Regions from separate parts of the Mus musculus genome. Here all the other regions are linked to region 1. The links are chromatin contacts, called in public HiCAR-type and promoter capture Hi-C maps. All regions are on one chromosome and are shown on one strand. The core of a region is the stretch at or near the end of the contact, and the rest is flanking DNA. Distances in the headings are between cores, read along the strand shown.

Region 1 (3,830 bases), core at 1,028-3,527:
CCCTTCTGGTGTGCTACTGTATTATTGTCACGTTAGCTTGCCCCTCTTGTCTTTCCTGCCCTCCTCCACTGACTTATTTGGTGTAAACCCATCAGACAACTCCATAGGAGAATGTGGATAAGCCTTGCAGGCATTAGAATCCAGAGGTAAAAAGTATGTATCTTGCAATTACACTTTGACTTATCAAGCATTATTGTCAGAATACTCACCTTACAATTATTGTAAATATTATGAAAAATAAATATAAGCTACATTTAGAAATTTCAAACTAAAAGTTTAAGCTTATTTTAAAATTTGCTGTCATAAATTTCTATAATCTGGGACTTAGTCCACTTCTCTGCAGATGACCTCCCTGTACTTTGGTCTTCCACTTGTACGATTCAGATGTCCCCGGCAAGCACGGGTCCTGAGATTGTGTAGGAACTTCAGACTTGGGCTCCTCTTTTATTTCAGGGTTATTTTTGGTGCTTGCTAAAATATAAAGCCATGATGTCCACAGCTATTGTGACACCTGGCAAAGCGATATCAGTAAAACTGGCTGTGGATGGAAAGGTGAGCTGACAGCATTTTTGACAAATAGAATGAATTGCTTTTTTAAAAGTGTATTTCATCCCAGTAATTTCTTGTCTAGGTATTCAGATGCAGTATACACCTATAGGAATGTTCACACCACAGTGTTTTCTGTAATAGTAGATCAGAAACACAAACCAAACCAAACAAAAACTCCAATCAGGTTAAGGTGGCCCATACCCTTAATTCTAGAGCTGAAAAAGGAGCAGGCCGATCTCTGTGATTTCAAGGGTAGGTTACTCTACAAAGCAAGTTCCAGATCACAGAGCATTACATAATGAGAACTTACCTTAAAACAAAAAAACTCCAAACAGGTAGAGGAATTTCAATATTGGAATGGTTTAAAAAAAAAAAAAAAGTTGGGGGGGGGGTTGGAGAGAAGGCTCAGCAGTTAAGAGCATCGACTGCTCTTCTGAAGGTTGTGAGTTCAAATCCCAGCAATTTCATTTCTACATGGTGGCTCACAACCATCTGTAATAAGATCGGATACCCTCTTCTGGTGTGTCTGAAGACAGCTACAGTGTACTTACATATAATAAATAAATAAATCTTAAAAAAAAAAGTTGGACCGGGCCATGGTGGTGCATGCCTTTAATCCCAGCACTTGGGAGGCAGAGGCAGGCAGATTTCTGAGTCCGAGGCCAGCCTGGTCTACAGAGTGAGTTCCAGGACATTCAGGGCTACACGGAGAAACCCTGTCTCGAAAAAGAAAAAAAAAAGTTGGTATTTTTAATTATGTTGGTTATAATAAGTGTCCTGTGTCATTCAAAATTAGGAAGAATATGTATGTTTCCCTGCCTGTGACACTATACACACATATATGGATGGAGAAATATGTTAAATATATCAAATAAGGAGAAATATGTTGTATAAAACTTTTGATTTATTTCTTTTTGGCGGAAAAAAAAGATACACCCGTGTGAAAGCAAATATCATGTATATACAAAATGTAAACAATTGACAACGTTCACGAAGAATGCAGGGATCAGAGGGTTGGGGCTGGATTGTCTGTTCCTCATTTGGAGCAGTTCGGGTGGCGCTATGAGACCCCAACTTAGAGCGTTTCTCCCTGGAAGGTAAAGCCCCTGGATGTTCCCCAAGCTTGTTTTCCCTGATCTTTAAAAATACAGCTAGAAAGAAGCTCTTTGTTCTCTATAGCCAGCAAAAAGCCTTTTTGTTTCTATACTGTACAACCAGAGATGCCTGCCTTCCTGTGCCGAGGACACGGAGATAAAAATTCAGAAAGAACTCACTCCCCACTCCTGCCTTGTAAATTTCACCAAGGACGCCCAGAAGAGCTCTTCCCAACTCCTCCCACTTCTCCTCCCAACTCCTCCCAACTCTCCTCCCAACTCCTCCTACCTCCTCAGCTAGCTGTTAAAAGTCCCCTAATGTCACCGCTCGGGGTTGAACTCCTCTGCCCTGCACGACAGAGGGACTTCTCCTCAGCTAGCTGATAATAAAACCTCTTGCAGTTTGCATCAGGTGCATCTTTTCTCTCGAGATGTTGGGGTGTTGGCCAGTTCATCCCAGGACTTGAGCAGAGGCCCAGCATCGGGGGTCTTACAGCGCTAGCAATTATTCACATAGCTACAAAACCGGCCTCCAGCTAAGTGCAGCACAGTCGAAACCGAAGGCAGGCTGACAAACCCTACTTTCAGTGCGACGTGTGTCGTCAGCACGGCGGGGCAAGGCGCATGCGCCCTAGCGAGACGTCGACGCGTCGCGTTCCTTTGCGGGCGCCTCTGGATCCCGCGGCCTCTTCTGGCCTCCCTGAAGTCGCCACTTTGGCCGCTCTGGCACGCCTGGCGTTGGGTGGGCGGCATCTCTGCGCCCACATGAACCAGCATTATGGCCGACATGGTCGTGGACGGGGCCGGGACTTTGCTGCCTGTGCCCCACCCAAGAAGAAGGGCAGAAACCACATCCCCGAAAGGTAAGCGCTTTGGTTCCGGGCTTGGCGTTCCGGCTGCCTCGGTGGCCTCGAGTCTCCGAGTGTTCCCTGGCCTCGCGCCCCGCCGCCTCCCAGGGTCCTCCGCGCCGAACCCCACCACACCTCCCCACCCCGCATTCTGGGGTCTTGGGTCTGTCCCGACAGGACTCTGTGGAGCTCGGGCCTGGGCGGAAGTGCGCGGTGGGGCGCGGCTGCCTGTATTGAGGCGTCCCTTGATCTCCGAAGCCACAGGCTTCTGCTTGTGTAGGCGCTGTGCCAGGATCCGGCCCGAGCTGTCGACACCCTTCACTCGGTACCGGCTCGAGGGGTTCTCTTGCTTTCAGGATTCGGAAAGCGGAGGTGTCCTTTGAGGGAGTTAACCCTGCCTGGGCCAAGGGCTAGTTTTAGGATTTTGCTCACTGGTGCAATGAACCCTTTACTTGCGGCTGTTTGCTTCCCCTCTCCGATTTCATCTCCACAAAAAACGTGGCTAGACCGGCCTCTCCCCTTCCTAGAATTCATCAAATCCTTTTTTTTTTTTTTTAATCTCCACAAATAAACAATACCTAAAACTCAGGATCGACAGAATGCTCTGCCCCGACTTCCCGGACTTCAGTAAGCACTTCTTTTTTATGTCTACAAATGAGCACTATCTAAAATTCAGGATGGACGTGATGGCCTCTCTCCCTTCCCAGAGTGGATATCTTTAGATCCTGTCAGCTAACCTCCAACATCATCCCAGTGTAGAACTTGCCTGACAGCTTGCAGAAGACAGCTGTCTGTCCACTGGACAATCCATTTTTAACATACCTTCTATAGTTAACTATTTAACTATTAATTACTAAGTAAAGTATAAGTAAGTTATAAATAAATTGTTTATTGATATTTTAATGTAGCTTATTTCATTATTAAATTATCTATTGGATATAAAATTGTTAACTAAAAATTAAAAATAATTTTAGCTATTGCTTATTTGTGGAGATAAAGCAAGATAAATATCAAGTAGTAATTGTGAGACAGCTCATAGATGTAAGATAAAGCTTGACTTTAAGAATAAAAACCTTCGGGGCAGTTCCAGGACAGCCAGGGCTACACAGAGAAACCCTGTCTTGAAAAATAAAAACAAAAAAAAAGAATAAGAAGCCAACTTCTTGTCATGGTCTGTCACACTAGGTTCCATTGCTCTGGGGCCCACTATGTCTCCAGTCTGTCACCACTCTGTGCTCACTCTCTACTCCAGGGATGTGAATGAACCGGACTTATTTGTAATTCATGGCCATAGACCAACTCAGCTGTGACTCTCCACACTGACTTCTGATTGAACTGA
Region 2 (3,846 bases), core at 33-2,532, 2.8 Mb after region 1:
CCAAATCCAAGTTGATGTTTTTTCCTGAGATACTATTTAAAATAACAGCAACAACAAAAACCTACACAAGGGGCAGGCAGGGTACCATACTTTTGTTTCCTCCTTTGGACCTGAGTGAGAGGCAGGAACCCTGGGAAGAGAAGTGTGGTATTAAGGGTCCCTAAAGATGGGGACAGTGGCACAAGCATTTGATCCCAGCACCTAGGGAACAGAGGCAAGAGTGTGAGCTCCAGGCTGGCCTGGTCTACATAGTGACTTACAGGGCAGCCAAAGTTATATAGTGAGACCGCCTCGAAACAAAAACAAACGAAAATAGGGGTGGGTGACCCCAAAAACCTCGCCATTTGGTTCTCAGACATCCTCTGTCTCTTTCCCCAGCGAGCCCTCCTCCAGAAGGCGCGGAGCCAGCCGTCCCCGACTCTGCCTCTGCCAGTGGGTGGGGGCTGCCCTGCCCCTGCCCTCACCGAAGAGATGCTGCTGAAGCGTGAGGAGCGTGCACGGAAGCGGCGGCTGCAGGCGGCGAGGAGGGCCGAGGAGCACAAAAATCAGACAATTGAGCGCCTCACCAAGACGGCCGCTCCTAGCGGGCGTGGAGGGCGCGGGGCGGCGCGGGGCGAGCGGCGCGGAGGACGGGCTGCTGCCCCGGCCCCTGCACCCATGGTGCGCTACTGCAGCGGGGCACAGGGCTCCACCTTGTCTTTTCCTCCCGGCGTTCCCACACCCACGGCGGTGGCACAGCGGCCTGCCCCATCGGGCCCCGCTCCACGATGCTCTGTCCCCGGCTGCCCCCACCCGCGTCGTTATGCCTGCTCCCGCACCGGCCAGGCCCTTTGCAGCCTACAGTGCTACCGCATCAACCTGCAGCTACGGCTGGGAGGGCCCGAGGGCCCGGGGTCCCCACTCCTGGCCACCTAAGACCTCTCCCACGCCACATTCCTGCTGTCTCCCCCACCCTATTAAATTTCGTACAGTGCCTCAGCTTGTATCGAATTGCTGGAGTGGGAAGCCGGCGGAGTCTGAACCTGAGTGTGTAAAGTCATTCAGCCAATCGGCGAAAATTTTTGTGCTGAACGGCCGTTCATTGGCCGATAAGTCAAAGCTTGTTCTGTTGTCCGTACTGGCTATTGTTGCTGTCAGTCAGGCATTTGGTCGAGCCTTTCCCCTGTCTTTGTCTGTGTGAGTTCTTGTTGTCTGGGAGAGCGGCACAGGCGCCGCTGCGGATTGGGCAAAAGGAGAAACCTGTGACCGGTTCCTATTGGCTGATCTGTTAGTTAGCGATTCTGATTGGCTGGACTGAGCAACTGTGTCCTCTGGAGGTGCTCTCCCCGGCCGGGAGCTCCGGCCGCGGAGTGATGGTGGCACCGGTGGCGATGGGCCGGGCAGGGACCATGGAAGTGGCGGCAGAGGTGGCAGGGGCGGGGCAGCTGGCGGTGGAGGAGGCTGTGGTCTTCAGGGGTCTGTAGGTGGAGGCATGGCTCGGGCCAGCAGCAGGAACAGCAGCGAAGAGGCCTGGGGGTCACTTCAGGCGCCGCAACAGCAGGTATCCCAGCAGCTCTAAAAGCTTATCTCACTACAGCCATTTATTTCTCTTTCCCCTTTCCTGTCACTTCCTGTCCGGGGTGGGGGAGGAGCTCATGGAGCCAAAGGTACTCTGAAGTTCCTGAACATGACCATTCTACTCTTTGTCTAGACTTATTACGTAGATGCAGTTGACTTTACCTGCACCCTCTTAGACCCCATCTCATGGTTGCAATGCAAGCCTGCAGTGGCTCTCCAGTTACCAGAGGCGTAGTGAAACCCCCAGGGAGGTTCCCTCTGTCTTGCAGCAGTTATTTGTGATGTTTTTCTCTGTGCCTATTGTCACAGCAGAGTCCGGCAGCATCTTCTCTTGAGGGAGCAATTTGGAGACGAGCTGGAACCCAGACTCGCGCCCTGGATACCATCCTTTATCATCCACAGCAATCCCATCTGGTTGGGAGCACTGCTCTGGGTCTCACACTGTGCCTCCTCTACCCCAGGGAGCTTGAGACCCAGGGGTGGAAAAAAAAAACCATCTTGGGGGTGTGGGAGGCAGACCTTTGGGGTGGGAGATGTTGAAAGCTTTTTAGCTTTGGAAATGGCCTTAAATTCCTACCCATTGTCACACTATGTTTTGTTTCTTTTAAAACATTAGCCTACAAAAAACCACCCTTGGGGCCAGGCTTCTGTGAGAAAAGTATTGGGTTTAAAGAACTGATATCACTTTCTCTGTATTTACACTTTACTTTCTCACTAGTTTCTGGCATTTTAAATCTTCCATACTGATAGCCCTACATATAGACCCTCCTTTTAGCATCCCATGCCATCCTTCCAAGCTAGGTCGGCTCGTGGGTGGGACTGTATGTGCGTGCAGGAGGTGGGGGTGGACAGGGCCTTGGGTAGAAGCCCCTGGTTCTTAGTGCCTCCTTGCCTCCAGCTTCGAGAGCTGTGCCCAGGAGTGAATACCCAGCCCTACCTCTGTGAGACTGGTCATTGCTGTGGGGAGACTGGCTGCTGCACCTACTACTATGAACTCTGGTGTGAGTCTTCAAAGGGATCCATCTCAGGTTCCATGCCCATCCTCCCTTGGATTTCTGAACTCAGCTACCAAAGACCCTTCTCTGCTTAGGGCTGGAGTCTGGGGTGGTGGTCTGAGTTGTGCCCTCTTTGCCTCCTGCAGGGTTCTGGCTGCTTTGGACTGTCCTCATCCTCTTTAGCTGCTGTTGTGCCTTCCGCCACCGAAGGGCTAAACTCAGGCTGCAACAGCAACAGCGGCAGCGTGAAATCAACTTGTTGGCTTACCATGGGGCATGCCACGGGGCTGGCCCTGTTCCAACCGGTTCACTGCTTGACCTTCGTGAGTGACCTGAAGCTCTTGGATGCAGAACCAGTAGCCCCTTCCAAGCCAGGACCCTCAACCACCCCACACTTCCACTGGCAGACATTTCAGAGCACTCTTGTAGCTCAGGTCCTTCAGTCATCCATGCTGTTCTCTCTCCTGCAGGCCTCCTCAGCGCCTTCAAACCCCCAGCCTACGAGGATGTGGTTCACCACCCAGGCACACCGCCACCTCCTTACACTGTGGGCCCAGGCTACCCTTGGACTACTTCCAGTGAATGCACCCGCTGCTCTTCCGAATCCAGCTGCTCTGCCCACTTGGAGGGGACAAATGTAGAAGGTGTTTCCTCCCAGCAGAGTGCTCTCCCTCACCAGGAGGGTGAGCCCAGGGCAGGATTGAGCCCAGTTCACATACCCCCTTCCTGCCGCTATCGTCGCCTAACTGGTGACTCGGGTATTGAGCTCTGCCCTTGTCCTGACTCCAGTGAAGGTGAGCCACTCAAGGAAGCGAGGGCTAGTGCCTCCCAGCCAGATCTGGAAGACCATTCCCCTTGTGCACTGCCCCCAGATTCTGTGTCCCAAGTTCCTCCCATGGGGCTGGCTTCTAGTTGTGGGGACATCCCATAAGTAGTTTCAAGAGGGAAACTGGGTATTACTTGGCCACCAGGATTCAGCCCTGGTTTCAACTGCAGTCCTCCATGTGGGACCGTCCCCACCCTCCTAGAACACGCCTGAAAGGGCTGGAGCCCTGAAGAGGGGCAGCACCGAGGACTGTGCTATCTTTACTCACTCCCAAGACATACACAGGAGCCTTTAATCTCATTAAAGAGACATGAACCAGCTGCTTGTGATTCTGGGTAGAGTAGATCTCAGCTCATTGCATGCCTCCTAACCACACTGGCCCTGAAGGGAAGAAACGGGCCATTTATCACTTTACATGAGGATAACAGGCAGCTCCAAGGCAAAACTGTCTAAAGCAAGGGGTCAGTT
Region 3 (3,551 bases), core at 222-2,721, 2.6 Mb after region 1:
TTAGGTGGTGAGTGATTGAGGAAGGTCAACCCCATGTTGACCTTTTACCTCCATACGTGTGCACATACATATACACATGAATGAATATATATACATAATATATATATATATATATGCATAAATGTACACAAAACCAAATTACCTGACCCTTACCTGACAAGGGAACCTAAGGGAAGACACAGTTGTACTATGGGCGGTTTGGGGATACACAACCCATTGTGGGGGACAAAGAGCAGCTCCCAGCTGTGGCAGCAGGAGACTGAGGCTGCTGGCTCACATCTCTGCACTGGGAAACAGAGAGGGGGGAGCACAGGCAGGCTTCCTCCTTTCCTCCATTTTACTGATCCTCAGTCCCCAGTCCATGGGATGGGTGGACATTTCCTCTTTAGTTGCACCTCTCACAGACACACCCAGAAGTGCTGTCTCCCAGGAGGTGACTCTAAATCCATGGAAGACTAACCACTAGTGGAGTCCTCCTGGTTTAAGAAAGTCACTACATTAAAATTTCAGATTTGTTTAGAATTATCAAGTGAAATATTTTGGTAAATGCCTCATAGCAAGGCCACAAAATGTTTGTCCCATGAATGGTAATGTTAACTTGATTTTTTTTAAGAGTAGAGGGCTAGAGAGAAGACTCAGCAATTAAGAGAACCTGCTGTTCTTTTCAGTATACGTATACACATGAATATATATATATATGTATACACACACACACACACACACACACACACACACACACACAAAGGTACATGTAAAAGCTCCTGGTTAACTTTTTATAAAAGCTTCGTTTTAATTTATATGTACATTGCATGTGTCCATGGTGGGGGGGGGGGGGCTTTGGAGGCCAGAAAGTGTCTGTGTGCATGCGTGTGTGTGTGTGTGTGTGTGTGTGTGTGTGTGTGTGTGTGTGTGTGTATGACGTGTGCCTGGGGGTGCCCTTAGAGGCCAGAAGTGTCTGATCCTCCAGAGCTGGTGTTGTAGGAGGAGCGGGAGTTACAAGAGGTTTTGAGTCACTAGAAGGATCAGAATCGAACTTGGGCAATTTGTAAGAGCGGTAAGTAATCTTAACTGTTGAGTCATCTTACTGGCCTCTATATGGCAAAACTACAAGTAAATATCTTGCTCCTTTTTCAGGTTTCACCCTGCTGTTTTGACATCCTTGGGTGATTCCAGATCAATTTTTAGTATGATTTTGCCAAATGATGATTTCTCCTTTTAAAAAAAAATTTTTTTTTAGTGCCTTTCAGGGGTTCTCAGCACACAGTAGCTGGTTCAGATTTTTGTTTGATGAATGAATGAATGAACCCCAGATTCAGTTGGCCTAGCTGAGGGACCACTGCTGCCTCTCCTCAGTCAGGGGCTTGACTCCTTCAGCCAATCAGGACCTGCTCCTGGACCAGCTTACGTAGAACTGAGATCTCCTATTGGCTCCTACGCCGGCTCAGGGGCCAATGGGCGCGCGGGAGGCGGGGCTTTCGTGGGCCCGGGGTATAGCTTCGTGGCCCGCGCGCGCGCTTCTCTCCGGCGCGGGCACCGGCGCGAGCCATGGCTTCAGTTTCCTTGTTGTCTGCGTTGGCTGTGCGGTTGTTGCGCCCCACGCACGGCTGCCACCCCCGCCTACAGCCCTTCCACCTGGCGGCAGTGCGGTGAGTGTGTCGGGGAGCGAGTCCGTGGGGTTGCGGAGCGCGGCGTGGACAGATATCCTTCCCAAGCATCACCCGGCCTCGGGGCCAGCCCCCAACGGAGAGGTGTGGCGGGGCAACGTGGCACCGGGGTGCACGTGGAGATGCGGACGCTTGGCAGGGGACACTGTTCTGCCACTGCAGAGATGGGTGCGGAGAGGTCTGCCCTTCCCGGACCCTAGCGGCAGCCCGGGTTGCTGCAGTCTGATGAAATCTGTGAGCCGGCTTGCTCCAAGGGTACCAACTTCCCTCCTCCCGGGTGGGTGTGGTTCGCAAGATGCCCCAGCTTGATGGTGGCCCTTCGCAGTCCACTCTGGAGCCCACCAGTTCTAGCCTTGGCAACCTAAAATGATACATGCCCCAGAAGTTGCTGGGGGCTGCTGGGAGTAGGGTGCATTGTTTTAGAGGGAGCTAGGGTGTTGGAGCTTCCGATCTGCACGTGGACCACTGTGGTGGTCACACCATTCTGTGAGTGTTTAATACCACATAAACCGTACGCTTTAAAATTGCCAGAGCCGGGCGCGGTGAGATTGCTTGTGAGGCAGGAGGATTACTGCGGTTCAAAGCCAACTTGGTCTATAGAGTGAGTTAGAGACCAGCCTAATTTTAAAAAAGTCACAATGGTAAAAATCGTATACATATTTTTTCATAATTTTAAAAGTTGAAATATATGAAGGCCTCTCAGCCCCCAAAGTAAGTTGACTGGGAAAAGAAAAAAACCAAACTAATGAGGAAGGCAGAAAAGTTTTATGCACTTCTTTCGGGGGATAATTGATTTATTGGGTCTTTCTTGGCCTCAAACTCCAATTTCTGTGCCTAGGAAGAAGAGTCCTAGAGGGGTTGTGAATACTAGGTGGAAGGCAATAAAAATATTTCTGGAGCCTTGCATGTTGGTGCACTGGATCCTGAGGTTTTGCAGGACTTGAAAGGGTTTTCCAAGATCAGATCCTGACCTCCCACATTGAATTCCACCTTTTATTTCCCTGTTCTTCCTTTCCTCTTCCTGAGTTCTGGCTCCATATGTCTGTGGACCACACGTGTCAGAGACTTTGCTAACTGAAAAGATCCTGTAATTCATTACCCAAAAAAACTGGACCACTTTGCTCCTTCTCCGGGTTTACTCTTGCATGCTTTTCTGAGAAGTGTGGGCTTCGTATCTCTGAAGTCGATCTGTGTTCGCCGTCCTGCACATTTGATAATTGCAGTGCCTGCCTTGCCGACCCAGGGTTTCAGGAACATAAACTCCGGGGCTGGAGGGAAGAGTACTGTTGCCTGGGAGACGGTGGGCGGGAGAGTAAATGGACTTGGTGGCAGCTGTTTACACTTACAGCTTGTTTCTTACTATCATCCATCTTTGCTGCATTCAGCAGGGTTTTTATGGTAAGCCGAAGAACCAAGATTAATTTATGGAAAGGGGATGGCAAAATATCTATTGTTCAGTCGATATTGGTTTCATTCCTCTCTCTGTCTTTCTCGTTGCCGGTCCATCAATTAAGTAGCAGAACTTTTCCCAAAATAACTTGGTCGGGAGCTGAAAAGCTTTCCTGATACTTATTGACTGTAAAATCAATAACTGTTGGTTTAAGAGGAAAATAAATATGTCTGACTTGGGTTTTAGTTTTGACCTTTATTGGACTTCTTTCTAGTCTGTCATTTTAGTGGAAAATCCCAGCGCACATCTGTGGAAGCATGTCACATCTAAACTAAGTGCACAGGTGTTGAATTTACTTTCATTTTTTTAATTTTGGGTCTGAGCTCAGTCTCCTATCTCCCTCTAAGGAGTTACTTAATTCAGCCCTTGGCACAGGGATGAGGAGCCTAGGAAATGGCTCCTGGTTTTCAGTGCAGTGGGAAGCCACAGAAGGTTAG
Region 4 (3,735 bases), core at 1,014-3,513, 2.9 Mb after region 1:
GCAGAGGACATGGGCAGCCTGCAGCGTGAAGTCATCATCACAGATGGTGCCCCATTCACCAGCTCGCTGTATCTCCACTCGACCTTCATAGGGCTTTCTAGGAAAGCCAGCCAGCCGGAACCTCAGCCCCTGGCTTCCTACCTTCTTCTCTGGGCTGATAGAAGGAGACGGAGACCCCACACTGAAGCTGCACAGACAGTGTAGCAGCAGTAGTCCCCATGGGCAGCAATACCACACACTGACAGCTCTCATGGCGGGTGGGGCCCAAGGAGGGGGGCACTAAGGGACAGAGAAGGAGAGACACACACACTGAATGAGGGTAGGAACACAAAGAAAACAGGCACAGCCCTAGAGACCTAGATTGGGGGCGAGGGAGACTCTCCTTTCCCTTTGCAAATAATAAAACTTATAACTTGTGGTTAGTGTCCCACCATAACCTTCCCTGGTTTGGCCATCATTACCACCAACACCATCATCTCTATTTACTTTCATCCATGGGGTGGGTATGGGTTAGAGATGGAGAGTCTACGGATGGGTTGGGTAAACAGAGATATTGGGAAGAGACACAGAGAGGACGACCCAGACAGGATGTGACAGGAAGGGAGACTGTGGGAACGAAGGGGAAAAAACAGAAAGGCACGGGGTGAGAGACACATTGAATATGGATAGATGGTTTTAATCAAACCAAAAAAACCAAAGCACAGAGTAATGGGGAATGACACAGAGAGGCAAAAACCATGAGGAGAGGGAATAAAAGCCAAGGTGCAGGCACAGGAGAAATGACAGCAAGACCCATGCAGTTAGACAGACAGATGGCATCACAGGCAAGGGGAGCCTGGGAGCCCAGCCCTGGAAATCTCAGCACTATGAATGAGAAGACTCTTCAGTTTCCTATGGGGGCAGATGCCCATGCAGGAAGGGCCGAGGCTAACCGGAGTAGGAGAACCTTCTGCCACCCTCCCTAGCACATGGGCTGGCAAATATGCTGCAGGGTCAGGGACTCCAGGAGACCTAGGCTTCAAGCTGGGCAGGGTTTGGTATGGAGTTATCCAAGCTCCCTGGAACACCTCTTTTTCTGTCACTGGGCAACCAGAAGCTAGGGCTAGCTCCCCAGCTCAGGCCTTCTCTATCCGAGGCTGAAAACAGTCCTCCACAGTAAGGGGGGCCCTCCATTGCTTCCCCCAACTCAGACAAGACAGCTTTGTTCTGGGGGCATTTGGCTCCGAAGCCCTGGTGTTCAGCGTAGGGCCTGCAAATTGCACCCTGAAGCCTCCATCCCCAACAGTTTGCTCAGCTTTCCACTCTTCTGTTTCGCTCCTTGACCAATAATAAAACTGTCAGTTGGTTGGCTTTCCCGACTCCATCCCAAATCAGCGTTTCTCCTGGTCCACCATCCTCTCCATCCCCAACTCCTCTTCCCGCTGGCCAGCAGTAACTCCCCTACCTTCGACTAGGCACAACTCCAGAGGCTGGAAGCAGAGTCCTGGTCCTGGAGATTACTTTCAGGACTTCTCAGAAAAAAAGTGTTCGGCCAGGGGAGACTGGACCCCCCCTTCCTCTCCCCTCTTCGTTGGTCCCTCCCACGTCCCCTAGAGCCCTCCCACATTCCGCTTTCTCCCTCCATTCCGGCCAGGCCAGTTCCCTCCTCTAGATCTTCCCCTCCCCTGTGGAGCTGGCTGCAGCCACGCCACCCCCTCCCACTCCTCCCGGCTCAATGAAGCTTTCTTTTCCCGCAGGTTGGAGGCCCGGCAGCCGTATTCAGGGTGCTTGACTTGCAAACGGTTTCGGGACAGCAGGACGGCCCCTGTGGCAACGGGAAGCTTTCCAGCCCGTAGCCGTTCCTCCACATCCCCAACTAGACAGAGTATCAACAACAGTCCAGTCCAATTCCCGGGCTGGGCCATGAGAAAAGGTCCCACAAAGAAAACTATTGTCCCGATGGCTCCCTTGGTCATTATGGCGCCCCCGAGGTGCCTGCAGGTGATGTCACGGCCTTCACTCTGATGTCACGTTAAACATATGTCGTCACTCTCAGCTTCCACCCCCCAGGCACTAGGGCCCCTGGTTGGTGATCACCGCTTCCCTGAGTGGTGCCACTGTGTGCACCACTAAAGATAAAGGCTTTAGTGAGCTCTCCCTGAGTTCTTCCTGATGGCTCGTTTTCCTCCAAGCCCTCCGCTCCCCCATCACCGCCGCAGGGGCCGGGGAGGGGCGGGCACGCCTCCGGCACCCTGCAGCCTCGCCCCGCCCCGCCCCGCCCCCAGCCCTCCGGGCCAGGAAGCGCGGAAGGAATCGCCTGGGCCATGGACGGGGCTGTGATGGAGGGTCCGCTTTTTCTGCAGAGTCAGCGCTTCGGGACCAAGGTAGTTTGTTTGTGGCGTGGGGGATGGCGAAACCCCTCTGGACTAGAAGTGGGTGAAAGAATCCAGAAAGAGGGAAGGGGCCGGAAGAAGGTCGGAACGGCGCGCGGGCAATTGTAGATCCCCAAGACGTTCCCTTAAAAGTCTCGGGCTGTGCCCTCCTTGGTGCGGTCTTGGGATGCCATTATCTTTGGGAAAGTAGCTCAGCCTGGGAAGCCCCAGACTCAGATCGGCCTTCATGGGTCTCTTCTTCCTTGTGGGGCGCGTGCTACCACCGCGCACTCTCGAGTCTTTCGTTCTTTCCCAGAGGTGGAGGAAAACTTGGGCTGTGCTTTACCCAGCCAGTCCTCACGGCGTGGCGCGGCTGGAATTCTTTGATCACAAGGGGTCGAGCTCTAGAGGGGGTCGAGGCGGCTCTCGCCGTCTAGACTGCAAGATGATACGCCTGGCTGAATGTGTGAGCGTGGTGCCGGTGACTGTGGAGAGTCCCCCTGAGCCCGGCGCTGTTGCCTTCCGCCTGGACACCGCACAGCGCTCGCACCTGCTGGCGGCGGACGCCGTATCCAGCACCGCCTGGGTGCAGACTTTATGCAGAACCGCCTTTCCGGTGAGTGACTGGGGGTGGGCATCTCTGGGCTTAAGGGACACTGCGAGGATGGAGCTATTATAGAGGCACTGGACTTCTTGCACCTACCCTAGACCCAAGAGAATTATATATAATTCTTCCATGTTCCCTTTTCTGCAGAAAGGCGGCTGGGCTTTGGCGCAGACGGAGAACCAACCTAAGTTTTCTGCCTTGGAGATGCTGGAGAATTCGCTGTACAGCCCCACCTGGGAAGGTAGATGTCTGGCAGGAATGGAGTGGGTTGAAGAGGTGCCCTTGGGGAGCTAGTGATTGGAGTCAACCGAGTCCCTAACTTGCCCCAGCGCTCCTTCTCCTTCGTATGTGTTCTTCCAGGATCCCAGTTCTGGGTAACCTCGCAGAAGACCGAGGCTTCTGAACGCTGCGGCTTGCAAGGCTCCTACATACTGAGGGTGGAAGCTGAGAAGCTGACTCTCCTGACTTTGGGTGCGCAGAGTCAAATCCTGGAGCCGCTCCTTTTCTGGCCCTACACTCTGTTGCGTCGCTATGGCCGGGACAAGGTGCATGGGGCTGTCTGGGAGGATGACCCGTCAGGGAGGGCTACCAGGTTGAGTAGCTGTAGGTGACAATTCCATTCTCAGGTGGTCTCTTCTGTGCAGATACAGTAACTTGGTCAGGCCTGTGACTCATTTTTTATGACACGCCTAACGTGTTTCCCCCACCCCCTCAGGTAATGTTCTCCTTTGAAGCTGGTCGCCGCTGCCCCTCAGGCCCTGGGACCTTCACCTTCCA
Region 5 (3,735 bases), core at 858-3,357, 2.9 Mb before region 1:
GCTTCAGGCCTCTGCCTTTGGTGAACTCAAGTCTCCCAGATGCCATGTTGCTTTGTGAAACTGATGGGGACAGGGGTGGGGCCCCATCTATTTGGGCCGTGACTGTCATCACGTCTCAGTGATGTGCAGGGCCAGAATTGGTGCATTCAAAGTTGTGTTGGTGTAGAAACACAGTGAGGAAGTGAAGGAGCCAAGAATGTGGACCCTGGGAGAGGCTTGGAAGTGTTCTTGGATGAACCAGTAGGGACAGAATGGTATGCCCCTCTATGCAGGTCCAGGCCCCAGGGCTGTCAGGGGCTCTAACTCACCCTTGGAATGTTAGCTCTTAGGGCTTTCCTGATACCCCCACTCTTAGATTGGCATCCAGAACTACTCCACCACCAGCAGCTGCCAGGCACGAGCCACCCAGGTGCGCAGTGACTACGGGACGCTCTTTGTAGTGCTGGTGATCATTGGTGTCATCTGCTTCATCATCATTGTGCTTGGCCTACTCTACAATTGTTGGCAGCGCCGGATGCCCAAGCTCAAACACGTGGTGAGTAGGCCAGGGAGGGCTTAGGACTGTAGGGCAGAGTGTGGCTAGTATCACCCAGTGCTACCCAAGAGCCTCACCTAGAAACCTGTACCAACTCAGTTGTGCTCAGTGCCACCATCTACCCTCTCTGAGCCTGGTCTTCGAGGAGATACACAGTGAGGGGGAGTTAAGTCTCACCAAGGGATCCCTCCTCTCCTCCAGCTCTTCCTAACCCCAGTGCCCCATTCTGCAAGGCTTGAGAGCAGCTGCTCCCCTCAGTCCTAGAAGCCAAAGGCTCCTGCAACCTGCACAAGAGAAAGGGGGCAGGCCCTGCACATTCTGCCCTATCTCGTATGCTTTGAGTGGGCTGTCTCATGTATAATGCGCTGTTGGAAGGGATCAAGTGACACCAAGGGGGTCACAGGGTTTACCTGCAGAGGTTTAGGTTTGAGTTGCAGGCACTTGTATCCTGGGCCCCAAGGGAGTAGTACCCTGGGGGCTTGGCGTGGCCAACCACTGTGCGCGCCTAGCGCTCTCTCCTGCTGCTGCAGTCGCACGGTGAGGAGCTGCGCTTCGTGGAGAACGGCTGCCACGACAATCCCACGCTGGACGTGGCCAGCGACAGCCAGTCGGAGATGCAGGAGAAGCAGCCCAGCCTGAACGGTGGGGCCATCAACGGCCCGAGCAGCTGGAGCGCGCTCATGGGCAGCAAACGCGACCCTGAGGACTCGGACGTGTTCGAGGAGGACACTCACCTGTGAGCGCCGGGCCACGGGCGCGAGACTGCCCGACGCCACGGCCCCGCGCCCCTCCCGGTCCTCCACGCGGACCACTATGCTTCCCCACCGCAGCAGGCGACCGCGGCGCAGCTCCCACCCCGCCCTGCCCGGCCCCGAGCGCTTGCCCGAGGCCAGCGCGCTCCCCGCGCCAGGACTCCATTAAAGCCGCTAAGACGCGCGGGCCGCTCCGCCTCCACGCCTGTTTTTTGCCTTCCGAGGGCTGCACTCCGGGGAGTGGGTGGGATGGGCCTGGAGGAGTAGGTGGGGCAAGGGAGGCTGGCTGGGCGTGGCCAAGGACGGGTGGGCTGGGAATTTCATGGAGTTTGTGGGCGTGGTTAGGGATATGTGGGCGGAGGGTAGGGAGTATAAGGTCATCTGGGTGGAACCAGGCCGGGTGGGCTGAGCCTGAAGTAGGCTGGGAAAAGTCCTGGTGGGCGAGGCCTCGGCCTGATGTGCGGGACCTGAACCGAGCTAGACTCAGGACTGACAAGCGTTCCAAGCCTGTGGGAGGTGCTGTTTTCAGAACGGATCCCAAGAAATGTGGGCGGGGCCTGCAGCGAACTGCTCTTCCGGTGAAGCTCTTCTGAGGAGGCGGGGTCTTGGTAGTGAGCTATTCTTCGGGCGAGTGGGCGGAACCTGGGGGAATTGAGTTGTCCTCTAGACGGGTGGGCGGGGTGAAGGCTAGAAGTCCCCAGAGGCTAAGTGGGCGTGGTTAAGGTTACTGGGTGCGGCCTTGGGGAGCGGCCTTCTGGATGCGAGGGCGGGGTTCGGGCCGGACGGTCCTCCGGGCGGCAGGCGCCGCTGCGGAGTCGCAGGCGGGCATAGCTAGGCCGTGCCGCGAGGGGCGGGGCGGTGAGTGTTTACATCCGGCCGGGCACAGACGACTCCCGAGATCACTCGGCCGGGGGTCCAGTCTCTTTCGCCATGGATACCAGCGACTTGTTTGCCAGCTGCAGGAAAGGGGACGTGGGCCGTGTGCGGTGAGAACCTGAAGTGCAGGAGGCGGGCAGGCGTCCGCAGGGCTTATCGGGCACGGGTGTGGGGTTGGGCGCCGTGGGGCTCCCGAAGCTGACCGAGTCAGGGAGATCGGGCTCTAGGTCCCTTACTTAGCTCGGTGCAGGGAAACGACTCCTCTCCGTGGAGGTTCCAAGAGGCGCAGGCGCCGCTGGTGCAGCCAGTTACCAGCCTGGCGCCGAGACCGTGATCTCCGTGGGCAGGCAGGGAAGAGAAGGATCCTGACCCTTTTCTTTGATAGACTCCTTTCTCCCATGGCCCTTCCTTCCAAGTCCCCTGGTCCTCAACAGATGTGACCAAGCTGCAGCTCTCTCCGACACCAGATGCCACCTCAGAGTTAATGATCCGTCCCTCAATTTGAATGCAGCTCTGAGAGTTCAGGTCTTGCCTCAGATAGCCTCCTTGGGCTGCCATGTCCCAGTGATCGCTTTCTGGTTCATGACCTCTTCTCCTCAACATTTTATCAATTGTTTTTTCCACTTCTTCCATAGATCTGTTCTGTTCCCCTCCTTCCCCGCCCCCAGTGCCTGCATCAGCTTTCTTCTGACTTCCCTGCCATTGGCTCCCCAGGCTGAATTAGGGGCCCCATCACCTTCTCTCTCCCAGATATTAAAAGACCAAATTCTCAGCCTTCTGAACCTGGGGCTTGGCCTCTGTCCATGAAGCCATCACCCAACTCACAGTTGCAGACCCTTGCAGACCTGTGTAGTCCCAGGCCTTACCCTTCTCAGAGGCATTCCCTAGCCCAGAGAGATGTGGCCTCCTTCCCCTTCCTGGTTGTCTCTCTCCCAGATGAGAAGCAATTCTGACCCAGGCTTTGAACTTCCTGCCCAGGTACCTGCTGGAGCAGCGAGACGTGGAGGTGAACGTGCGGGATAAGTGGGACAGCACCCCTTTGTGAGTGTGAGCGGTGGGGTAGCTGGGTGGGCAGGGTGGGCCTACCCTACTGACAGCTTCCCCCTTTCCTAGGTACTATGCCTGCCTCTGTGGGCATGAGGAGTTGGTGCGCTACCTGTTGGCTAATGGTGAGAGAGGGTCAGGGTCTGCCTGTAAGCTCTGAGACCTTGCTCCATGTTTGTATGCACCCTTGATTTCTTGTTAACTCCCTAAAGTCAACACATAGTACTCTCTAACCCTCTATCCACTTTCTCACGTTACCCTTGACACCCAGGCCAGTTCTGGGGCTGTCTCCTGTACTGTACCACCATTGGTCTGCTAAACTGACTCTCTGATCTCCATATTTGCAGGCAGGAGGATCTTTCCACAGCAAAGCTGATGGGAGTGTTTGGGATAAAAGCACGTGGGCATGGTTGCCCACACCTGCAATTAAATTATTGGGAGAGAGAAAAGTCGAGACAGGGATTATCTTAAGTTCAAAGCTAGTCAGGGCTACATTGTGAGACCCACTCTGACCTCCTCTCACTTTGC
Region 6 (3,823 bases), core at 957-3,456, 2.6 Mb before region 1:
CAGGTCAGACTTAGGGAGTCTTTGTTCGTGAAATATTTGATGTATGAAACTTATGTTCTTAGATTTTCTCCTCATTGATGATTAAAACGTCACTCGACCCACAAGCTTTAATAGTATGTTGAAGAGACATACAAACGTGTAGCAATGTAATCTTTGTGGTAGGTGTTATGTTTGGGAGCACTGAGCCTGGGACCTCACACATCAGACAAGGAGTTTGCCGACACGCGAGTTAGTCTCAGCTCTACTCTCACTTTTCTTCTTTTTAAATCTTATGTGCATTGGTGTTCTGCCTCTGTGTATAACTGTGTGAGGTGTCAGATCACCTGGAACTGAAGTTACCGATGGGGATTGGGGGGATGGAGGTGTGGGGCCTGGAGAGATGGCTCAGCAGGTAAGAGCGCTGACTGCTCTTCCAAAGGTCCAACAACCACATGGTGGCTCACAACCATCCATAATGAGATCTGATGCCCATACTCATTATATATATTAAGTAAATAAACCTTTAAAAAAGAAAAGAAGAAATTACAGACGGCTGTGAGCTGTGCTGAGTGTGTGTGCTGGGACTTGAACCTGGGTCGTCCTAACTGCTGAGCCACCTCTCTGGCCACCTACTTTCACTTTTCAACAAAACTTTTGTACTCAACTTTTTATAGCCTATGCCAACATAAGATGCTCCAATTTTTATTCCAGAACTTCGTTTTGTAAAATACAGATTTTGTGAGTATCAAACCAAGTGGAGGTCTGGAATCCATTACTATTTTAACTTCTTCATTGTCCTGAAGACTAAGACAATTCATGTTTATTGCATTTTAAAATACCATTGTCAGGGGTTCAGAGAGATGGCTCAGCGGTTAAGATCGCTTGCTTTTCTTCCAGAGGACCTGAGTTCAGTTCTCAATACCCATGACAGGTGGCTCCCTCTTCTACCTTCAAAGGGCACCTGTTATCATACTTACGTGAGCACAGAAACAATAAAAATAAATCTCAAAGAAATACTTAATCAAAACTTCATTTAGATTTTATTGTCTCTTTAGGCATCTGTCTCTAATATTTAATAATTAAATCTTTAAAATGTGTACATGCAAAAACACTGCACCTCTGTTTCAAAAACCTCACATTGTGGCCTGCTGTGGTGGCACATGCACGGCTAGTCCCAGCACTCAGAGCAGTCAGGTGGGATCTCTGTGAATCTGAAGCCAGCCTAGTCTACATAGTGGTATCGAGGGCTACCTAGAGACCTAGCTTAAAGAATCGAAAACAAAAACCTCACATTGTGCTAAGTATATTGACTTAGTGCTTTCCCCTAAACCCATCTATATTTGTGTACGCACATGCAACTTAATGCCAAATTAAATATAAATGTCCTATCAATGACATGGGGCTGGCTGTCTAGAATGTTTCTAAGGACGTGGCCACAGCAAACCTCTCCGTTGAAGTCAGGACTTGGCTGCATGAAACTCAGCACTCAGGGTGCACAGCAAGAAGTCGATTTCAGACAGCACACAGCACTGAGATCAGAGATCCCACTAAAGAGTAAGTTTCATGTTGCCCCACCTTGCCCAGTCCCCTTCGCACACCCTTTCCTCCAGCCCAGATGTATTCTTTTCCCTGAAGATATGGGGCTGCAAGGCTTGGCTCGGTTTCTTCATCTCTCCTAACTCTCCAGTTCCAAAGGCCTTCTTGGAATGCGCTGCGCCAAAGCCCACCCAGAGCCGCCAGACCCGGCCTTTGCCGAACGTCCTCAAATGCATGAGCTCAGACATCCTTGGAGGCAGCCTACAGCACCCAGGAGGGTATTGTAGGGTAGGGTAAGCCATGCAGGGTAGGATTCAGCACACTGCTGCTCTGTCGTGCGTGACGAGCAGCAGCTGAGGCCTACTGGGTCGCGACATGCTATCACTGGTACTGAGGGCCACCGACACGGAAAGCCGAATCGCCTGCTTCGTAGGGCCAACACCACCACGAAGCGTCCACTAGTAACAAGGGCTGATTTGGCCCTCACTTCCGGGAGAGTCTGCGCAGCTGCACACGCCCAGTTCCGGTGTGGCCCGACAGTCGTCTTCCCGACAGCCTCTCTGCTCCTGCTGCATGCCGGGAGTTGTGGTCTTGGCGCAGGCGGCGCGGCGGGCGCGCGTGGCAGGAAGCGGAAGCGGCCGGTGGCCCATCCCCGGCCCCGCCTCGCCGCGCCGCTCGCCGCCGGGCTATCACTGACGTGTCTCTCGGTCGAGGAAGCGCGCTCCGGAGCTAGCAGCGCCTCCTCACTCGAAGTGGAGCGCAGTCGGGGCCGGGCGTGTAGTCGGATCAGCCGCCGCCATGGCGAGTGAGTTTCCTGGGGGCCACCCCGGCGCAGCCAGGATGCGTCGCCTTTCCCCGTTTGGGCGCTCGCCCGCCGTGCTTCCCGATCCTGGCGGAACGCGGCCTGCCTGGGGGACTCGTTCCCGCGCCCCTAGACCGAGCCTTCTGGGTCCCCGCACGCCCACGCCCGGCTCTCATCGTGCCGGGCTCCCTCAGGTGCCCTCAAGTTACTCCGTACCTAACTCCTTCTCTTTCTGTTTCTTCCATCAAAGTCAAATTTCTGGAAGTCATCAAGCCATTCTGTGTCATCTTGCCGGAAATTCAGAAGCCAGAGAGAAAGGTAAGTCCCCAGATGGTGGTCAAAGAAGACTTGCAAAATTGGGCGCTGGGAGTTTACAGTACAATTAAAAATGGCCTCAGCACACCGAGTGAAAACTGCCCCTCTGGAGTGTAGCTGTGTGTGCTGGGATACTCACGGGAGCCGTTGAAAGGTGACCCGGTTGTGTGGGAATTCTCCCAACACCTTGTCTCGTTAGGAGCATCTTTAGTGGATAGTGGTTAACAAAGCCTCAGGTTTGCCTAGTCCGAAAGTGGGTCTGAGCAGTGATTGATTAAGACCTCAGTTAGGATCCCAGATTGAGTTACCCTCCGTTCTTCACCTCCAGCAGGAGCAGATGATGGGGTGTTTGTTTCGTGTGGGAGGTGACTTCGGTATCTGGTTTCCAAAGGAAAAATCGAGTCGTGTAATCGATATGAACGTGTTTGTGGTTTTTATTTGAATGTATGCTGCCCCAGCATCGAGTTTACATGCACTAGTGAAGTCTGCTGCCATTGACAGCAGGTGCTCTAAAACAAGGAAGGAGAGAACTGTAGCACCTTAATGCTTAATGTGAATCTTAATCAGAATTTCTGTGGCAGGCAGCTTCGGCCCAAGAATAAATGTTCCTAGTGTGAGAGTGCCCGGTGAAGGAAAGTCCAGGCCCATGGGCTCAGAAAACAGTAAATCTACTTTGTGTTCCTGGTTTGGTTTTTGGTGTTTTTTTTGGTTTTGGTTTTGGGGTTTTTTTTGTTTTGTTTTGTTTTTTTTGGTATTTTGGGTTTTTTTTTTTTTTTCAGACTGTCATATATTCACATCTGGCATTTGTAGTTGGCATTCACATGGATACTTTGTGCTTCTAATTTAGTTTTTACTTTCCATAGTTCTATGCAAATGCCTTGCAGTACCCTTGCTGCCTTTGCCAGGATGATGTTCAGAACTTTATCTGTTCCACCTCAGTGCAGAGATTCTGGCTCGAGGGCCAAGAAACCCAAGTCCCACGCTTTACATTCTTTCTTCATAGACCTGTGACCTTGGCCTGGCAGAACAAGGGAGATGGGAAATATATAATATAGTGCCTGTGGATGGTAGGTAGGTTGTAAATGTAAAGGTTCCGGTGAGTCAGGTGGGCAGATAAGTGGCCTTGGCAGTAGGGGAGGGGCCTGGAGTGTGACTTGGGAGCCGTGCAGGAAAGGGGGCAAATCATGGTAC
Region 7 (3,913 bases), core at 1,012-3,511, 2.9 Mb before region 1:
ACTCAGGGCTTCTAACCATGCTCATAACCACTAAGCCTTTTCTCCAGCACCTGTCCCCAAACCCCACTGTCAATCACAAGGGCCTAGGGACTAAGCAAACGGGGTGTGGTGGGATGATATGTTTGTAATCCCAGTGCTCTTGAGGCTGAGACAGAAATATTGTCTCACACACCTTTAATCCCAGCACTTGGGAGGCAGAGGCAGGCGAATTTCTGAGTTCGAGGCCAGCCTGGTCTACAGAGTGAGTTCCAGGACAGCCAGGGCTACACAGAGAAACCCTGTCTCTGAAATAAATAAATAAATAAATAAATAAATAAAAATAAAAATAAAGAACTATCGTCTCAAGTTTGAGGCTAGCCAGGGCTATGTCTCAGAAGAACAGTAACAGTATGTCACTCTGCACTTGACCCTCTGGAATTCGGGGCTCCATGTGTGATGTCTGGGAGATTTTTACGGCATTTGCTGAGTGATGGAGGTCATCGAATGCCTCTTTCCCTCTGGCAGCAGAGGCAGTTGCTCCTCCATCACTGTGGCCTCTGCATACAGGACAGTGTGGCATCCAGGAAGTCACATGAATGGGGATCGGTCAGGTAGTGTTCCTGGCTTGCACCAGTGCAGGGTATGGACAGCTGTGCCCATCTTGGGAACCTAAAGCATGTTTGGGACACTGGGACCCTCCCTATGTCAATCTCACTCGCTGTTCTGATCTTTCAAAATTACAAACCACACCTCTTTCTATCCCATTACAGTAAAGGGATTACCCACCTGCAGGGTCCTTCCAGGCCTGTGGTGACTCTACCCCTCTCCGTTGTCACCAGGTCTAGCAAGGCCCAGGCTACTTGGACTCTTCACAGAATGTGGCTCTGGTTTATCTTGTCCATGACACCCTGCTAGTAAGGATGGGTAAGCATGGAATGGCAGACCAGTAATGAGAGATTCTATAAAGGAGGAAGATAAGTTGTTTTTTGTTTTTTTTTTTTTTAAGAATTGGGTGCTTGTCATATCATTGGAACTTGTAGGGGCCTAGGGGCTTATGGTGGACACAGTCAGCTTTTCAAAGAACATATCCTATTATGGTGGCATAATATGCTTTCTATTTTTTATTTATTTATTTTTGAGTCTCTGGCATATAGATGCAGTACCTTCCTGCATCGATAGCAGCTCTGGGTACCACAGTGGCATCCAGCAGACAAGAGGGTGTGGATTCCTGTCTCAGAGGTCATACTAGCCCATCTCCCTAAGATACCCTTTAGCACCTTGGGGTATCTCTTGTACTATAAAGCCTGCAGATCCCCCTTTCTGAGCGTCCTTCCTGATTTCCTCTCTGCCCTACACTAGGTTCTGTGTGGGATTATTGATGCTGTGCATACAGCAGAAGTCACATCCTGCCCAGTAGCTGAGAACCAGATGCCTAAGACTGTAGGAACAGTAGCAGGCCTCTCACTGGAAGCACTCAGCCTGTCTCTGCCCACCTCGTCAGGTGGTAGCTACTGATTCATCCTACACCTCGATTTAACAGATCCCTCAGGTGACCTCATGTCAGGACAGAGCTCCAACTCCTAGACAGACTGCTAATCTGCAGTCTGAACTCTCCCACCTTTCCTGGGCATTACAAGCTTTGAACCAAGGGAGTGGTAATCCCTATATACTCCCAGCCTTCGCTGTACTGCATCACGCACCAGGCCCTTTTCACCTGGAACATCCTCCCCATACCTTTGCCAACTGCAGCCAAGTACAATTGATTCCCACTTTGATAAAAGCCCACAGCAGCCTGGGTGCTTGAAGGATTGAACCTCAGTGCTTTGGGAGAGGTTGATGCCAAATCAGGAAGAAATCAGAAAACAAGCTGGGCAGTGGTGGCCCACGCCCTTAATCCCAGCACTTGGGAGGCTGAGGCAGGCAGATTTCTGAGTTCGAGGCCAGCCTGGTCTACAGAGTGAGTTCCAGGACAGCTAGGGCTACACAGAGAAACCCCAGCCTCGAAAAACCAAAAAAAAAAAAAAAAAAGAAATCAGGAAACAGTCTCAGTTGCAACAAGTGGCCATACCGACACTTAGATACCTAGGTCACACTCTAGAAGGCCGGATTGGTCCTCAGAGCCACTAGTGACCCAAAGTCCCGCTTCCTTGCCTTAGCGTGGTAAACGCTGAAGGGTTAAGCCTAGGTGTGCAGGAGGCGAGGGCTCAGCCTTTTGAAAGCTGTGGGCGGGGAGCGGGGCGGGGCTTTCTGGTGTGGGCGTGCCCAAACATTCTAGCCCTCCTTCCGCTCTAGATTGACGAGGACGTAGTGACGTCTGAGTCCTCCCGGCGCTTCCCGGGCATGGGCGGGTCACGTGGTCTAGTTTTCGCGCGAAAACCGGTGGCAGCTGGTGCGGTGGAGCTAGCGCAGACATGGCGGTGAGGAATGGGCTGATCCCGGGCGGGCGGTATTCAGCGATCTCGGCTAGCTTGGCCGGTATCTTCCTCTAGTGGCAGGCTTGAGTGCGGGGCTACCTGCACCAGTCTGGGACGGGTCGTCTCTGCTCTCCTCATGTGTCTCTAGGCCCCGGGTTTACACGCACTTATGGTGGTGAGGCTGCAGGAAATGGAACCCAGAGCCCCGCGCATGTAGGGAAAGCCGGCTACCACGTAGCTGCGTGCATCCCTTCTCTCTTGAGAGTCTCATAGCTGGGCCGGGGAGGCGTATGCCTTTAATCCCAGCACTAGGGGGTTACAGGCAAGCGGGTCTTTGAGTTTTACAGAGTGAGTTCCAGGGCAGCCAAACTGCACAGAGAAACCCTTCCTCAAAAAGAAAGAAAGTAGAAAGGGTCCCACTAAGTAACCCAGGCTGGGGTTGAACTCGCTCTGTAGTGCGGGTTAGCCTTGAACTTGGCGATCATCAGGCTTCAGCCTCTAGGTATTTTGGATTTCATGCCTGTGACATCAGGCCCGGCTTTCCTACTCTGTTTTGTTTTTTTTTTTTTTTTTTTTTTTGGTTTTTTGGTTTTTTGGTTTTTTGGTTTTTTTTTTTTTTTTGGTTTTTTCGAGACAGGGTTTCTCTGTATAGCCCTGGCTATCCTGGAACTCACTTTGTAGACCAGGCTGGCCTCGAACTCGGAAATCTACCTGCCTCTGCCTCCCAAGTGCTGGGATTAAAGGCGTGCACCACCACTGCCTGGCTCGGCTTCCCTACTCTTACTGTTAGCGTTTTCATTAAAGGTTAAAGATCTGTTCTTTCCACCATTCACTTCTAGAATAGTGTTCCTTGATGCCTCTTTTATCTTCACCTCTTGTTTCAGCACCCAGCATATTGTGGGGTTTGGGCTAAGTGGGGTGTGAAAATAGATTATAAACAGGTTTTTAAAAAAAACTACATAGCCCCCGAGGTTTTTCATAAGACAGACATGGACAGATCTGAGGGACTAATATGTCCCTGAGAACAATGCCTAGTGTACAGGAGACAGACTGTGGGAAGGCCCCATGGTAACCAGGAGGCTGTCAGCCTGTGTCCCTCCAGTGTCTGATGGCAGACTTTTTCTCCTACAGGAGTCTTCTGAGTCTCTCTCAGCATCTAGCCCTGCCCGTCAGCGGCGCCGGATCAGTGATCCCCTCACCTCCAGCCCAGGCCGCAGCTCCAGACGTGCTGACGCCCTGACCTCCAGCCCTGGCAGAGACCTCCCCCCATTTGAAGATGAGTCTGAGGGGCTGCTGGGCACAGAGGGGCCCATGGAGGAAGAAGAGGATGGAGAGGAACTCATTGGTGATGGCATGGAGAGGTAGGCTGTGGTTAGGTGGCTTAGCAGAAGGACCCCCCCCCCCCCCCCCCCCCGTGTCTGGTGGCCTGGCCTTGGGGACCCATGAGTGTATGAGCCAACCTGGTGACTTTGCCTTTGTATATGGCTTGGTTGGGATGTGGAGGTTCATCACCCACTGGG

The links. Promoter capture Hi-C pulls out the DNA fragments that hold promoters and counts their contacts. HiCAR-type assays count read pairs that join an accessible place to other places.
Region 2: a promoter capture Hi-C map of pre-B cells shows a contact between it and region 1, with 6 times the contacts expected there. The contact joins the promoter of Wbp1 here to the promoter of Dusp11 in region 1. A contact is called at or near these places in 3 of 39 promoter capture datasets (hippocampal neurons, neutrophils and pre-B cells) and 1 of 9 other capture datasets (adipose tissue).
Region 3: a HiCAR-type map of astrocytes shows a contact between it and region 1, with 7 times the contacts expected there. The contact joins the promoter of Mthfd2 here to the promoter of Dusp11 in region 1. A contact is called at or near these places in 1 of 39 promoter capture datasets (pre-B cells) and 1 of 115 datasets of contacts at active chromatin or transcription factors (astrocytes).
Region 4: a promoter capture Hi-C map of pre-B cells shows a contact between it and region 1, with 6 times the contacts expected there. The contact joins the promoter of Dok1 here to the promoter of Dusp11 in region 1.
Region 5: a contact with region 1 is called in a promoter capture Hi-C map of liver, with 5 times the contacts expected there. The contact joins the promoter of Abtb1 here to the promoter of Dusp11 in region 1. A contact is called at or near these places in 1 of 39 promoter capture datasets (liver), 1 of 484 Hi-C or Micro-C datasets (CD4 T cells) and 1 of 9 other capture datasets (liver).
Region 6: a contact with region 1 is called in a promoter capture Hi-C map of liver, with 5 times the contacts expected there. The contact joins the promoter of Sec61a1 here to the promoter of Dusp11 in region 1. A contact is called at or near these places in 2 of 39 promoter capture datasets (liver and pre-B cells) and 1 of 9 other capture datasets (adipose tissue).
Region 7: a promoter capture Hi-C map of pre-B cells shows a contact between it and region 1, with 8 times the contacts expected there. The contact joins the promoter of Mcm2 here to the promoter of Dusp11 in region 1. A contact is called at or near these places in 1 of 39 promoter capture datasets (pre-B cells) and 1 of 484 Hi-C or Micro-C datasets (CD8 T cells).

What each region holds. Positions count from the first base shown.
Region 1 is chr6:85,960,114-85,963,943 of GRCm38.p6, reverse strand. It overlaps Dusp11 (dual specificity phosphatase 11 (RNA/RNP complex 1-interacting)), which reads left to right and starts at 2,277. Exons shown (of 9, transcript NM_028099.4): 1 at 2,277-2,506. The coding sequence starts at 2,409.
Region 2 is chr6:83,118,897-83,122,742 of GRCm38.p6, reverse strand. Wbp1 (WW domain binding protein 1) reads left to right here and starts at 1,282. Exons shown (of 5, transcript NM_016757.2): 1 at 1,282-1,540; 2 at 1,867-1,971; 3 at 2,456-2,558; 4 at 2,699-2,875; 5 at 3,023-3,699. The coding sequence starts at 1,472. The coding sequence ends at 3,483. It overlaps Ino80b (INO80 complex subunit B), which reads left to right. Exons shown (of 5, transcript NM_023547.2): 5 at 379-978. The coding sequence ends at 915. It overlaps Mogs (mannosyl-oligosaccharide glucosidase), which reads right to left. Exons shown (of 4, transcript NM_020619.3): 4 at 3,841-3,846.
Region 3 is chr6:83,315,524-83,319,074 of GRCm38.p6, reverse strand. It overlaps Mthfd2 (methylenetetrahydrofolate dehydrogenase (NAD+ dependent), methenyltetrahydrofolate cyclohydrolase), which reads left to right and starts at 1,471. Exons shown (of 8, transcript NM_008638.2): 1 at 1,471-1,646. The coding sequence starts at 1,546.
Region 4 is chr6:83,031,999-83,035,733 of GRCm38.p6, reverse strand. It overlaps Dok1 (docking protein 1), which reads left to right and starts at 2,263. Exons shown (of 5, transcript NM_010070.4): 1 at 2,263-2,363; 2 at 2,668-2,967; 3 at 3,106-3,199; 4 at 3,319-3,503; 5 at 3,674-3,735. The coding sequence starts at 2,304. It overlaps Loxl3 (lysyl oxidase-like 3), which reads right to left and starts at 1,529. Exons shown (of 14, transcript NM_013586.5): 1 at 1,445-1,529; 2 at 1-279. The coding sequence starts at 252.
Region 5 is chr6:88,840,307-88,844,041 of GRCm38.p6, reverse strand. It overlaps Abtb1 (ankyrin repeat and BTB (POZ) domain containing 1), which reads left to right and starts at 2,107. Exons shown (of 12, transcript NM_030251.3): 1 at 2,107-2,273; 2 at 3,142-3,204; 3 at 3,277-3,332. The coding sequence starts at 2,218. Podxl2 (podocalyxin-like 2) reads left to right here. Exons shown (of 8, transcript NM_001347327.2): 7 at 356-535; 8 at 1,066-1,485. The coding sequence ends at 1,275. It overlaps Gm15612 (predicted gene 15612), which reads right to left and starts at 1,188. Exons shown (of 3, transcript NR_045880.1): 1 at 946-1,188; 2 at 1-561.
Region 6 is chr6:88,517,183-88,521,005 of GRCm38.p6, reverse strand. It overlaps Sec61a1 (Sec61 alpha 1 subunit (S. cerevisiae)), which reads left to right and starts at 2,206. Exons shown (of 12, transcript NM_016906.4): 1 at 2,206-2,320; 2 at 2,568-2,635. The coding sequence starts at 2,314.
Region 7 is chr6:88,897,128-88,901,040 of GRCm38.p6, reverse strand. It overlaps Mcm2 (minichromosome maintenance complex component 2), which reads left to right and starts at 2,261. Exons shown (of 16, transcript NM_008564.2): 1 at 2,261-2,396; 2 at 3,525-3,754. The coding sequence starts at 2,391.